Regions from separate parts of the Anser cygnoides genome. Here region 2 is linked to region 1. The links are chromatin contacts, called in public Hi-C maps. All regions are on one chromosome and are shown on one strand. The core of a region is the stretch at or near the end of the contact, and the rest is flanking DNA. Distances in the headings are between cores, read along the strand shown. Region 1 has its middle 170 kb from the start of CPEB2. Region 2 has its middle 23 kb from the start of C1QTNF7.

Region 1 (3,306 bases), core at 428-2,927:
GGTGGAGCAGGGAGACCCCAGGAGATCAAATTCACCATTCAGAAAAGTCCCTAAAACTACACTAAGGGGCCAGGGATTAAAGAGAGTTTAAATATGTCCTAACTCTGCTCCTGCCAAAGCCAGGAAAGAGCACCAAGGGGAACCCTGATTCCTCTGAGACATCCCATATTTCCCAGGCCTGCAACATTCACAAAGCCCATATTAACAGTTAATCATAGAATCCTAGAATGGCTTGGGTTGGAAGGGACCTTAAGGATCATCTAACTCCAACCCCCCTGCCACAGACAGGGATGCCACCCACTGGATCAAGTTGGCCAAGGCCCCATCCAGCCTGACCTTGAACACCTCCAGGGATGGGGCATCCACAGCTTCTGTTGGCAACCCGTTCCAGTGCCAGCAGGTATGTTATCCAGATGAATCTATCAATCTGAAAAGTTACAGTAGAGCAACAGTGGGAAATCCTTAATACCAAGTACTCAGCTCTAAAGACAGGGCTTCAGTTCATGTAGCCAGCAGTTTTACATTATCATATACAGCCCACGTTAAAAGACACTGAATGTGAATGGAAATATCTTTTAAAAAATTAACTTAAAACTGTGTGGACAGAGGCAATACGATACTAATTGTGGTTCACCCAAACTTGTGTGGCTTTTGAAATACATCAAAAAGTTTTAGGGAACATCAGAGAATAAAAAAGCACAGAAGAGTTATGGCAAATTATGATTTGTCTTAGTTACGAAATGAGTGTCTTTCCTCCACTGTTGAACTTTCAGAAATTTTTCACACAGAAGAGGACACTTTTTTCTGGGAAGAATTAAGACCCTAGATATGAGTAATTCCTCCTGCTTTACTTATTACCACTGAAACTTCATTTAATTGACACCTTCTCCTCTGAATTTGCTATTTTGTGGATGTAAGAGAAGCATGAAAAGAAGACTTCAAACACTAATTGACAGTCATCAAACAGGACCTTTTCCTCCTTTCCTTTAACAAAAGAAGTTGCTTTTAAGAATACTGAAACTGAAAGACCAAAAGTGTATTCAGATCAAAATGTGGAATTAATGTATAAGGAAAGACTATAGGATAAGGACAAGCATACTTGTGTAGTCTCTCTGGTGCATCTAGCTGTCAGAGGTGCAGGGCTTCCTAAGCTAGATGTTGTATCCTTCTCAGTGTTTGGCAGCCCTTGAGGACCTTTGTTTTCCATGAATCCAGGTAACTGCTTTTTGCAGCCATTTGGACTTTTAACATCCAAAATGTTCTGTGGCAAAAAGGTAAAGTCTTCCCCAGATTAGTTAAGTCATGCAAGAATTAAAAGACAGCTAATGAAACTGTATGAAATAGTAAATAATTTTTCCGTATTTTTTTTTCTGTCCCTTTCACAATTTCACATAATTTTAGCGTCTTCCCTTCATTCATCCCTTTTCCAAGTTGCAAAATGCTGATCTAATCTCTCAGCAAATCAGGCACATTTACTAGAAGGGTTTTCTGATCTTATATGACACCGTCATTTCACTACAGATTTCTATAAAACATTGGAGGAATCAGTTGCATTATTTTTGCTCTATGGCTTGGGTCACAGTGATTCTCCCTCATTTCTCTGTCTCATCTTGTACCAAACGTAAAAGGAAAGTGAGAGGAATGATTTGTCATCCCAGATTTCTGCAGGTGCCCATCATGCCTTGGGGTGCTTGTGCTTCAACAGGGACCTTGCTGAAGCTGTAGCAAGATGTAAGCATCAAATAGGCCACAAAGCTGTGGCATTCCTGCTCCATGTTTTATATAAGGGACAATAACCTTCAATAGCTCATTATCAACTTATTTAGCTACTTTTTAAATACTCTATAGATAAAGGCCAGATAACTGGCAGTTCCAGATACTTCTGATTACCCACCAAGTTTTCCTCTGAGAATGAGCTCTGCTAGAACAGTGAAGTGGCTGAAATTCACTCATTCCATGTGCCAAAACAAAAATGTACCCTTTCACCTCCAGCACTAGGGAACAGTTGGTTTTCACAGAGAACAAGCAAAAAGTCATGTCCTGCTGATTTGGTTTACTAACTGTGGAACTAAAAATATTCCTTTTGGCTTGTCAGAACAGCTGATGTTGTAATTCACTTTCAGATCCAAGTGACCTGTATATAAAAAAAAAAAAAGCCTGCTTTGTTTTTTACCTAAGCAATCTCAACAGGCCAGTGCACTGAACAAATGAAGGAAATCCCTTACTGAGCTGCAGCTGGACAATATGTCTTGCCCCACTCTGTTTTACTGCACATTTGAAATGAGAAGTCTGCTGATATTTACAATGGGAACCAGATTTTTGCAACGTGCTAATGCAAGATATACATAGCAAGTGGGAGATTCTGCCTGCACACAGGACAGCCATCAGACAGCCAACATCTTTGCTCAGAAACTGACATAGAATTGCTTGCACCCATCTGCCTTTAGCTGGCAGCAGACTTTCTCTTGTGTACTCTGGGTTAAAACTTGGAAGAAATCTTTAATAATATGTCAAATAAGAGCAGTCATTACCCTGCTTTGAAAAGACTCATTGAGCTTTTTTACCTCTGGCTAACCTTATATCTTTAGTAGTGAAAACTTGTGGTAAGTGCTGACAGTAACATCAACAGCAAATCTTTACCAAGTACCAGAGAGGTAAACTCTGACAAACTGAGATATTAAGCACTCCAAGAGGATCAGGAGTGGGGCAGTTGCTAGAAGCATTATATAAAGGATCAACGGTGGTATCCTGGTCCAGCCAATTCATCACGTAAGTGATGCAAAAGGTTATCCAAGAGCATAATTACACTAGGCTGGAATTAAAATAGCATCCAGGTTGTCTGGGTCTTCCCTGAGATGTTGCTACTAGAGTCAGCGGGATGTGGTTTCTAAAGAGAGGTGATGGAATAAAGCTGAAGTTGTGCATCCATACTGAGATTGGAGGCTCCTTCCTCCTTGGAGACAGGTTGTTACATATACCCAGGCAAAAATACAGCTGTTCAACACTGGCAGTAAGCAGACAGTATTTTTATGCCATTTTTTTCTAGGTCAGACTTATCCCTCCATGCTTTACACTGGACCAGACTGCTTTGAGAGCTATCAAGAAAGAGAGAAGTTAAAACTGCAAAACCGGGAATCTGAAAACCAAAGTGCTGCAGTAACAGCTGTTGACAAACACAGCACAGACACATCTGAGAAACCGGTTAACTGGCAGCATGTGATCAGCCAGATACATGGGCTTTGTGGGGAGACATTAAGAAATATCCCTCCTCCCTGTGACCAACACATGCCTGCACTTTGAACCTTA
Region 2 (3,306 bases), core at 548-3,047, 240 kb after region 1:
CCAGCAAGGATTACACGACTGAAAACAAACCTTTGCCAGTGGTAGAACCAGATCAGCAGAAACAGGACAATAGTCTTTTTCATGCCACAAAAATGCAACTAAGCAGCATACGGTTTCATGTGTGCTTCCACTTTTTCCCCTCTCCTGCTTAAATTATGAAATACTATTTACTAGCAAACATTATAGTTCACTTTTTAAGGGAATTAATATGATTAAAGGGTTGGTTGGAAGTGATGATTGAAGTTCCAACTATTAAAATGCACATCAGTGTGCAGGGAAAATAAAAAGGCACTGAAATTCTTTTCAAACCCAAGCACCAGGTGCGTTAATTACATTTCATTGCATGTTGGTTTATTACTGCGGTCACTTGTGCCTTATGATCTGCATTAACACCTGCGTTCTATGGATATCTTGGTATTTCACTAAACAAGATGAATATTGGCCAGATGGTGACTCCAGTAGGAAGCATTTCACATAGATTTCCCTGCTCTGCACAGTTGCCTGTAAAGGAATCCTGAATGTCACACTAAACCAAACCAAACAAAAAAGGCACAACACTAAATCTGCGATTAACTGCCTTGACAGTATATTCGCAAAGGACCAGATGACAGTGGGATCCAGGCCCTGTGAAGTGGTCCTCGCTAATAAATATCCCGCATGGGCTACAATGACATCTTTACTGTGTGCGGTTTTCGGCACCACAACATAAGAAGGACATAAAACTATTAGAGAGTGTCCAAAGGAGAACTACAAAGATGGTGAAGGGTCTGGAGGGGAAGACATATGAGGAAAGGACTGAGGTCCCTTGCCAGAGGCCCAGAGAGAGCAGGCTGAGGGGAGGCCTCATGGCGGCCTGCAGCTCCCTCACGAGGGGAGCGGAGGGGCAGGCGCTGAGCTCTGCTCTCTGGGGACAGCGACAGGACCCGAGGGAACGGCATGGAGCTGGGACAGGGGAGGGTCAGGCTGGGGGTTAGGGAAAGGTTCTGCACCCAGAGGGTGGTCGGGCACTGGGACAGGCTCCCCAGGGCAGTGGTCAAGGCACCAAGCCTGCCAGAGCTCAAGAAAAGTTTGGATAACGCTCTCAGACACATGGTCTGATTTTTGGGTGGTCCTGTGTATAGCCAGGAGTCGGACTCGATGATCCTTGTGGGTCCCTTCCAACTCGGGATGTTCTGATTCTATGGTCATTTGTACAAAGATTTTCTCCCTGTGGGGCAACCCTGTCTGGTACAGAAATACAGTTCAATAGAAAAGTGGGTCAGCCCAGGTCTCAAACACGTAGCCCAGATGACTTGGTGGTTTTGTGTGTGTGGATTGTGTGTTTTTTGACGTTGCATATGTGACCTTTCTTCCCTAGTACAGGTTAGTTAATGTACAACAGGCGTTCAACCCCAGAGAACTGCCACGACAACAAGTTAGTACCTAAACCTGACCACCCCTGGCACCCTACCCTTTGACCAAAATAGGGAGGATTTCAGATAGGGAGGAGAGGTGGGAAGGGACACACACCTCACTGTCCGGCTGCTACTGTCTGGCTCGTGTCTAACAGATCAGGAGTTACTTGCTGACCTGCACAAGAAAATGGCAACAGTGCTCAAATTCACAGTAGCATGGTATTGCACTATTACAAACTTGGTCAAACCTTCCAACATGTGCAATTAACACCAACATTAAACCCATGTTAGCTAGAAAGCCCAGTATCATTCCAGAGGACAAGAAGCCAAAGCACACGAATTAACTGTGCTACATTTCCCCCGGTGCGCTTCCACCCAAGGCTGCCGTTTTGTTGCAGACCAATATCCCGCTCTTGGGAGAGTGTGGGCAAATCCTATTATAAGTTAAGATTAACCATCAGTCAGAGAACTTACCAGTGCAGAGATCAAATATAAAAGATGTATGTTCTGTGTCATCTGTTTAGCAACCTTAAATTAGCTCGCACGGGTGGATCGTGCTGGCCAAATGGCAGAACATGTGCTGGAAATGGAAATCAGAGTCAAAACAGAATCCTGTGGGATACCCCAAGCAATTTTAAAGCAGCTATCTTATTACCTAGGCAATTTTCAGGGACAAGAAGAATTCCAACCTAGCCGACAGTCCTCTCTGGTCCCACCTTGGTGAAACTACTTCATTATTATTTCAGTGGTGCCTGGAGAGCCCTGCCTGACGCTCTGGATTCTCTGCAAAACCCCTCCCAACAACCCACAATAAAAGGCATCTCCTGTGATGAAGGGCTTATGGTTTAATTTAAGGCAAGACACAGCAAGTGGAAGGAACAAACAACCAGAGAGATTAACAGGGAGAGAGGGATGGAAACAGTAAAAAGCACTTGTCCCTGGAGCCCCAGTATGTGTACACATACATGCTACCTATTGATTAATGCGTGCAAGGAGGTGTCAGAAGCCCCTTAACATGAATTCAGGCACCCAGAAGGAATTAATAAAAGAAGTACAAGTATGGGTGGAGGGCTGCAGGATGGCATCCCCCATGGGATGTGCACTGGCCCGCCAGCCATGAAGGGAATCAGTGCATCCTGGACCTCTCCTGGGGGTGAAAGGAGAGTAGCTGGGGGTGGGGTGCAAGAGGTTTTAGGCCAACTTCTAAGGAAAACCAGACGTGCTGAGCCTACTTCCCCTCTTATTGCCACCCAGCATCACTGCTACAGTAATAGATTTTTCAGGCACTCATAACTCAGAAAGGATGCTCTAAAAGTGAAAAGCAATTTGCAGAGGTACTGATGGCAGCAGGATGCTTTTAGCATTTCTAGGTTTGTGTTTGCTCAGGGCCTGGGGATTCTCAAGAGGAGGCACGGTAATGCTAATGAAGTGCAAACCACTATGAAGGTGACAGCTGTAATCAAAACCCAGTGCCAGTTTGGAAGCAACATCTTAAGAAGCAAAGAAATAGTTATGAAGAGGTCACTTCAAAAAAAAAAAAATCTATATATATATATATAAAAATTCCTCTGGGTCAACAACATCACGTGCATCACTCCCACAGGAGGAGATTACTCCTTGCTCCTAGCCAAGGAGCATTACATGTGGGAATTTCTCATGCAACCTTGACAATGTGTAATAAAAATTCACTTTGAAAACAGAGCATCTCTGGTGGTGCCGACATGCTTTTGACTTTGCTCTTTCCTTCAAACACCACTCGTGATGCTGAACACTCATTCTCTTGGCCTATTTGTTCCTGGCAAACAAAGAGCAAATTCCCCTGGGTACAGCAATCCATTTTTAACGCTCTGTAATTATTTAGAAAAATGTTTTGATAGGAGCAATGAAAAACTGGGGCATTTCAGGTGTCCCT

What was found. Hi-C and Micro-C count contacts between places; a contact is called where the count stands out from the background.
Region 2: a Hi-C map of liver shows a contact between it and region 1, with 4 times the contacts expected there. The contact joins two enhancer-like sites. A contact is called at or near these places in 2 of 7 Hi-C or Micro-C datasets (both in liver).

What each region holds. Positions count from the first base shown.
Region 1 is chr4:15,412,899-15,416,204 of Taihu_goose_T2T_genome, forward strand. No RefSeq gene overlaps it. Among named protein-coding and RNA genes, the nearest start is that of CPEB2, 170 kb to the right of the region's middle. Within about 2 kb of position 1,678, at least 1 of the 3 cell types and tissues checked has open chromatin away from gene starts, as enhancers often do. A contact at or near this core is called in liver, where this site is marked.
Region 2 is chr4:15,655,179-15,658,484 of Taihu_goose_T2T_genome, forward strand. No RefSeq gene overlaps it. Among named protein-coding and RNA genes, the nearest start is that of C1QTNF7, 23 kb to the right of the region's middle. Within about 2 kb of position 1,798, at least 2 of the 3 cell types and tissues checked have open chromatin away from gene starts, as enhancers often do. A contact at or near this core is called in liver, where this site is marked.